Linked DNA regions of Danio rerio: region 2 is linked to region 1. A link is a contact called in public Hi-C data. All regions are on one chromosome and are shown on one strand. The core of a region is the stretch at or near the end of the contact, and the rest is flanking DNA. Distances in the headings are between cores, read along the strand shown.

What was found. Hi-C and Micro-C count contacts between places; a contact is called where the count stands out from the background.
Region 2: a Hi-C map of embryo shows a contact between it and region 1, with 3 times the contacts expected there. The contact joins the enhancer-like site here to the promoter of zgc:153372 in region 1. A contact is called at or near these places in 9 of 18 Hi-C or Micro-C datasets (caudal fin, embryo, gastrula embryo and 2 more) and 1 of 4 datasets of contacts at active chromatin or transcription factors (caudal fin).

Annotation. Positions count from the first base shown.
Region 1 is chr15:32,230,855-32,234,667 of GRCz12tu, forward strand. zgc:153372 reads left to right here and starts at 1,966. Exons shown (of 11, transcript NM_001076633.1): 1 at 1,966-2,247. The coding sequence starts at 2,218.
Region 2 is chr15:32,308,840-32,312,652 of GRCz12tu, forward strand. The region is part of intron 10 of zgc:153372; the gene reads left to right. Among named protein-coding and RNA genes, the nearest start is that of mir125c, 5.3 kb to the left of the region's middle. Within about 2 kb of position 1,897, at least 4 of the 62 cell types and tissues checked have an H3K27ac peak or open chromatin away from gene starts, as enhancers often do.

The DNA of each region.
Region 1 (3,813 bases), core at 716-3,215:
TGTGTGTGTGTATGTCTTGTTTTTAGACATTCCAACACAACGACTTACAAATTTGGTCCAACAAACCTTCACACCACAATCGACAACAAAACATTCAATATACAGACAATCTATACAGAATTATAGTGATCATAGATTAATACAATGAAAAAAGAATAATAAAAATAATAAAATAAATACAACAATAATAATAAATAAATAAAAATAATAAATAAAATAATAATCTTCTCTTTTTATCTAAATGAGTCTGATCCTTTTCAACTTTAGAATTTATGTTTTTTTAAACAATCCATGAAAGTTTGCCAGATTTGATAGAATTTGCCTTCTTTCTTTTTCAGGAAAAATCTGATTTTCTCTAATTCCAAATATTTCATTAAATCCCTTGATTTTAATGTTTAGATTAGATTAAATGTAGGAACAACTTAATGTTTTTAGTTAAATAATATTAACCTTCTTGCTAACAGACAGACAAATGGAACTGTTTTTTGTTCTGTACTTCTGTACTTTAGAAATCAGTGATGCCTAGAACTGTGATCTGGATCTATCGGCTTTTGACCTATTTTTGAAAATGTCAGAAAAATATTTTCCCTGTAAGATGCTTATTTTGGGCAGCTCCAAAACATATTGCCAGTAATGCCGGTTCGAGCCCACACCGATTACATGCAGGGTACACTTCTACTGTATATCTGAGTAAATATCGCAATGTATATTAATCATTTAAACCTGGTTTTGTTTAAAATTTTCAGTTTTCTTTTTTTTCATTTTCATTCATCATGAATCATTGGGTTGTGTTTTGTAATTTTTATGAGCTTTTTAGTCTTAAAAATATGTTTATATATTTGTATTTAATTCGATTTTTAAAATTTGATTTGCATTTTATTTGTAATTTTTTTTTGTTTTATTACAAACTAAATGATATATATAATTTTTAATGTCTATTTTTATATTATTATTGTGAGTAAAGTTTTTGTAATTTGATTGTGATTTTCGAGATAGATAACAACCCTTAAAATGGTTGAGATATATAACATAAAAATAAGTACAAAATAAGAAAAAAGTTTAAAATATTTGTTATTAGGCCTACTTTTGTATGAAAAAATGGGAAATATAGGTATTTTTATTATTATGATTATTAGAAACACTTTTTATTAACATAATTATAATGTATTATTATTAATCATTTTAAAAGCATAAAGTTTATAAAACAATTACAACTAATTAAAACTTAATTAAACAACTTAATTAAAACTTTTGTTTTATTATTATTTTTAAAGACGAGGCACTATTAAAGCCTAAACCAGCCATCATTGAAATGAATCACAGGCTCATCTCTCTCCTACAGCAAATGTCTTGTCTTTGATAACAAAGGCCTTTCAGACTCGTCCCACAGATATTTGCTTACAAGGGGGTGAAACCAGACATACTTGGACCAGCCTTCAATCAAAGTACAAGCTGTTGTTTGGTGAGAGACTCAGGACTCGGAGGGCAGAGGAAGGTCACAGCTGACTGACTCTGCTTAATGTCAAGCAGGACACTGTGGAACGACTTTTCCAGTCCCATGAACACACACACACATACACGCACACACACCGCAGAAGAATAACAATGTGTGTATTCATCACAGCATGTCAGGCCTCTTTTTCACACCACTATCTTTTAAACTGTGCCAAAATATCAAACTACCACATATACAGAAATACAGATGCTTGATTTGGATATTATATTTCACACATCATCAACTTGTTTTGAGTATGATTAAATATTCCACATCTGATCTAGAAGACACTAAAATGGAGCTCTTGATGTATTCACATACCTATTTCTATTAGTTTATAAACATAACTAGTGAATATACCACTAGTTATGGATGATCATTGCTGAAAGCCGTGGATCATAGACTGTTAGAAAATATATATGGACGCGTGGCGGCCTCTGGTGGTTGAGTGGATAGAAGTAAGCTGTCGTTGATTATACGCAGCAGGAATAATAATTCAGCAAGAACTTTGCCCCAAGAACGTTGCAAACGATGTAAAGTTAACTCGTGTTACTGTATTCAAAACATACTAAACCACTAGAATTTGCGTTAAATTTCACTAACAGCTCGAACCTCGTGGGCGTTGACAAAACTACAACTTCATGGTTTGTTTTGTATTGATGAAGTACGCTAGCGCATTTCTCCGGTCTCTGGCTGTTCAGCGTAAAGAACAAACCCTAAAAATGTCTTCTGCTGTTCACGAGAATGTGAAGGTAAGCTGCTAAAACGTGTTGTTACCCTTTAATATTGCTAAACATGGGACGCGACCAACGACATGACAACATATTTTCGGTGCAACTTCATCAGTTACAGCTGTGTTTGTAGCCTACTTTTGACTTTAAGAGATCTGCATAGAGGTGTTGGTGTGTTTTGTGCAGAGTTTTGCCCGTTTAAAAAGTTTATAGTGTTTTGTCGTGAAGGTGTAAATCACTTGACCACAGCAGTTTTACTATAGTTTATTTGAAAAAATTTTTATTGGTAGACCATTTCACCTGGGGTCCTATTCTTGGGTCAGTAATAAGATTGAATACTGTCAGTAACAAAAATTAAAGTGAAAAAAATTATTTAATAATTACAGCATTAAATGTGCTGTATGGAAGTTTTTGACTCATTTAAAGCATAATACCATAATATGTTTGCAGATATTTAAGAAACGTGCCAAGTGAACATATTTTAACACACTTTATCAGATTATACTTTATCTGAAAAAACAATGCCGAGGTCAGATATTCTGCTTTGAAACTGTCTTTGTTTTGGTAATTTTAACCTGCCCAATGTCAGTTTGTAGCAGACTCTGAAATAAGATGCAGATTCAGAGTTCCACCTGCAGTGGCGCCCCAGAAAATTTTCTTAGGGGTTGCCAAAAGCAGCTGTATCAAATGTTGGGGTGGCACAAAAAAAAAAAAAAAAAAAGAATTCTGTGCATACCTTTTAACATTGGGATGTGAAAATAAGGGAAATGCCCACCATAAATAGGGATTCCCCCAAACCCCCCACCTGCGCTTATATATACACACTTACTATACAGACACTAATAATATCATTTGGCCATACTTGTTTTTAAGCCACAATATTATTAATACAGGTTCTTCAATTAATCTACCTTAAGGTAAATATTAAATTGCCCTTGCTGTGCATTAAAGGTGTGTGCGTGCTGTCAATGACGATAAGGAAGGGGGAGGATCAGTGAATCAGCAACATCAGTGGCACCAGACAGTTAACAAAAATTTAGTAGCTGCTATTTATTTATTTATTCATTGAAATATTATATAACAATATGGCCGCCGATATTGTGCATCTCTAGTTAGAACAAAAACTTCTTTTAATATGGAAAATATTTCTTCTACCGGTTGCCATTCCTTTTATTTAGAACACGGTTTAAATCACTTGCTCCAGTCCTCAATCTGGCAACCTGCTCTTGCGTTTGTTTTGACTCCGGAGTGCAATACCTAGTTCAACCATTGGGTGTCAAACTTTCACTGTACCTTTAAGAACACCTCATTTTCATTCTTGTTAAGAAATGTATTCATTCTTATTCATGAATGAGTAATGTATTCATTAATGTATTCATTCTTATTCTTATTATCTTATTCGTATTCATTAACAAGAATTCATTCTTGTTAAGAAATGTAAAGTGATTGTATTGTATTGTATAAGAAAACTGTACATGCTTGTTCTTGTTAATAAAAAAAAAAACACCTCACTGTATGTTCAGCTCCATCCAGAGTTATCTATTGATCTTTTTATTTGTTATTATTTATTTATTTATTTATTTAAAA
Region 2 (3,813 bases), core at 647-3,146, 78 kb after region 1:
GGCCATTTCATTAGGTACACCTTACTAGTACAGGGTTGGACCACCTTTTGCCTTCAGAACTGCCTTAATCCTTCGTGGCATAGATTCAACAAGGTACAGGAAATATTCCTCAGAGATTTTGGTCCATATTGACATGATAGCATCACACAATTGCAGCAGATTTGTCAGCTGCACATTTATCTCCCGTTCCACCACATCCCATATGTGCTCTGTTGGATTGAGATCTGGGACTGTGGAGGCCATTTGAGTAGAGTGAACTCATTTTCATGTTTAAGAAACCAGTCTGAGATAATTTGCACTTGAACCGTTGATACAAGGCAGGATGGATCTATGATTTCATGTTGTTAGTGCCAAATTCTGACCCTACCATCCGATTATCGCAGCAAAAATCAAGACTCATCAGATCAGGCAACATTTTTCCAATCTTCTATCTTCCAATTTTAGTGAGCCTGTGAGAACTGTAGCCTCAGTTTGCTGTTCTTAGCTGATAGGCACCTGGTGTGATCTTCTGCTGCTGTAGCCCATCTACTTTAAGGATGGACGTGTTGTGCATTCAGACATGCTCTTCTGCATACCTCGGTTGTAACGAGTGGTTATTTGAGTTAATGATGAATTTCTGCAGTTGGTCAGGTTTACCTAATAAAGTGGCTGGTGAGTGTATACAACAGAACAAAAAATACTTTAAGTCAATTATGGGTAAACTTTGCAATTAATCTAAAAGTCACGTGGTCAACTCTGATCCCCACTTGACAGTGCACATACTGTGATTTAATTCACCAGCATGGACCATGGCACTTTGAGCTAGACTTTATGATAGGGATGGTAAGAGAACAGTGGGATGAAGGGGAAGGTAAGTAAAAGGATAAATAGTAAACAGGTAGGTAGGTTGATCAGGCATCCTACAATGATGCCTAGAGACTTGGAGTGGAGGTACCGTCTCTGTAATATTTTGGTAGAGTGGTTGGACCCTCCGGTTTAACCTAGGAGGGAAGAGAGGGTTATAAAGATTGTTAATGGAAAGCAAGGAAATAGAGGGAGGGAGGGTGGGTTTGATAGAACGAGAAGAACAGTGCTAGAGGGCTGGTCTCCATTAAGTAAGTTTTAGGGAGTAGGTGATTGGTTAAGGAGACAAAGTGAGGTGTGGTTTCACTGCTGAACCTTGGTTAACAAGTTAACTCCATGTAAAATAATTGATGTTTAAAGTCTTAAACAATATCTACAAACTGAATCACCATTGTTAATGGTTTACATTGATTTACCACCCAAAATAGTAATTATATGAGTCATGAATTGAGTGTAATTTCTATAGTGCATAGCTGGCATGATCTTCAGCCAATTGAAGTGATGGACTAAATATGTACTGTACACCCACTGAGGTCAAGGAAGGCCTCGTAGCGACAGATATTGCTTGAGGGCGAAGCTATTGTCTCCATTTGCTAAATGAGAGTCAAATAAGGACACGGCAACTGCTTGCGCTTTTCCATCCAACTTTTCCCTTTTCCTCCATCACACTCACGCGTATTTGCAAGCACACACGTGGGGGGGTAATCAGACTTGGCTGATGTCTGGCTTTTTCAGACACTGCGGCAGGCGTCCAGACAGTCACCTGAAAAAATAAAAAAACGCACTCCATCTTTGAAAGCGCTGCCTTTCGCCATTGCTTTCAGTACTCTGCATATAGATTACAACATTTTCATTTCATTTTCTCATTTCAATTTCTCGAAATGAGGGGCAAATCAATATTTTATGATTTTTTCTCCCCCTCATTTTAACCATGCACTCTCAGTCAGCCATTAGCGCCTGTGTGTTACTCACTTTTAGTGTCGTCATTCGGATAGAGTCTGTAAATGATGCAAATGATATTCCGGCTTCAGGTCTGCTATTGTCCCCCTTCAGCTTTCTCCTTGGCGCCCTCTACTGCATTGCTTTGTAGGGGTTGCCATGGCGACCCAATCCCTGCGCACCCATATTTCAGTACGCAAGCGACGACGAGGTGCACCGTGGAGTTATTTGTATCACCACCAACCAAGGTGACTTTCTCTCAGCACTCTGTTCCCTCGAAAGTCTGCAACCCTCATGCTGGTCAGGCCAGCTTGAGATACTGAGCAGACAGGATATGCACAACCAATATGTGATTTGAATGCATGATATACTGTTATTAAGTTTGTCTGCACTTTCTCAGCGCCTAGAATACATTTTGCTATTATTTTTCGAGTGGAACATATTAAGGGTTTCAATCACAAAAGATATATAGAGGACTTTACAGAACATTAGCTCAAAGTCATATTTGATGTTTTATTTGAAGGATAATGTCATTTTTCTATATGGTAACCGGCTGATTAATCTACAGACATTTACCAGCATTATTATGTGCCTGATTAACATAAGTAATCATTTTAAAGTTAATAATGAGCTTTTTTGCATCTGTATGGACACTACCGTTTGTAATTTGAATGCTTAAAATCCTTTTATTTAGTTTGTCTGGACTTTCTTAGCCACCAGGACACCTTATGGTGTTATTTTTTTGTTCAATTGTTCATATTTTAATGAAATAGAGCCTATAGATTTATAGATATGGACCTATATAGATATAAGACCTATAGATATGGATTTTACAAGACATTAGCACAAGGCTGTATTTGCTGTTTAAGCTGAAGCATGACGTCAGTGCAAAACATGCTTTATATATCATCCGGTCTAGTTAATTATCACAAGTAGGCATGAGTCAATAACCGGTTTCAAGATTTACCACAATTTGGAAAAGTTAAGGTTTTAAAATAGCAAAAAAATTTCTGTTATACCGTTCCTAAGTTATATGTAAGGTTTTTTAAATGTGTTTTTGAAGTTTTGTAAACAAATCTGTGCTTTTGAAACTAATGATGATAGCAGATGTCATTTATTTATTTTAATTATTTAGTTGGACAAGTTTACTTTTCTAAAATATTGTAAATGTTTTCAAAAATCAAATATATTGTGTCTGTTCAATGGGGAAAAATGTTGTTTTTATAAAAAAAAAAAAACTTATTTTAGATAAGTAATCACAACACTGTGATACTGTAAAACCGTGATAGTTTTTATCCAAGGTTATCATACCATCAGAAACTTATACATAATGATGTCTAATCACAAGACATAGTAAATAAAGGATTTTACAGGATATTAGCTCAAAATATGTAAAATATGCTTCATATATCGACCAGGCTGGTTAATCTACAGACAATTAAAAATTTACCAGCATTATTCTGTGCCTGATTAACAGAAGTGATCATTTTAAAAGTTAATAATGAGCTTTTTTGCACAGACACAATGTTTATTGACACTGTTTGTGATTTGAATGCTTGATATCCTATTCTCAGCCACCAGGACACCTTTCGGTGTTATTGTTTTAACTGTTTTTTTGTTCAATTGTATGTATTTAGGATTTCAAATAGAGCCTATAGAGGATTTTACAAGACATTAGCAAGAGGCTGTATTTGCTGTTTTAGCTAAAGCATGACGTCATGTCAGTGTAAAATATGCTTTATATATCATCCAACCCAGGTAATCTACAAGGTTTTTTTAATCATACTAAATAGAGGATTTTACAAGACATTAGCGCAAAGTTGTAGTTGCTGTTTTAGTTGAAGGACTATGTCATATCAGTGTAAAATATGCTTTATATATTAATCAGTCTACAGACATTTAAAAATTTATATATTTAATATATTAATATATATATAATTAACAGAAGTGATTATTTTAAAGTTAATAATGAGGATTTTTAGGACTTTCTCAGCCACCAGGACACATTTTGCTGTTATGGTTTTCCAGTAT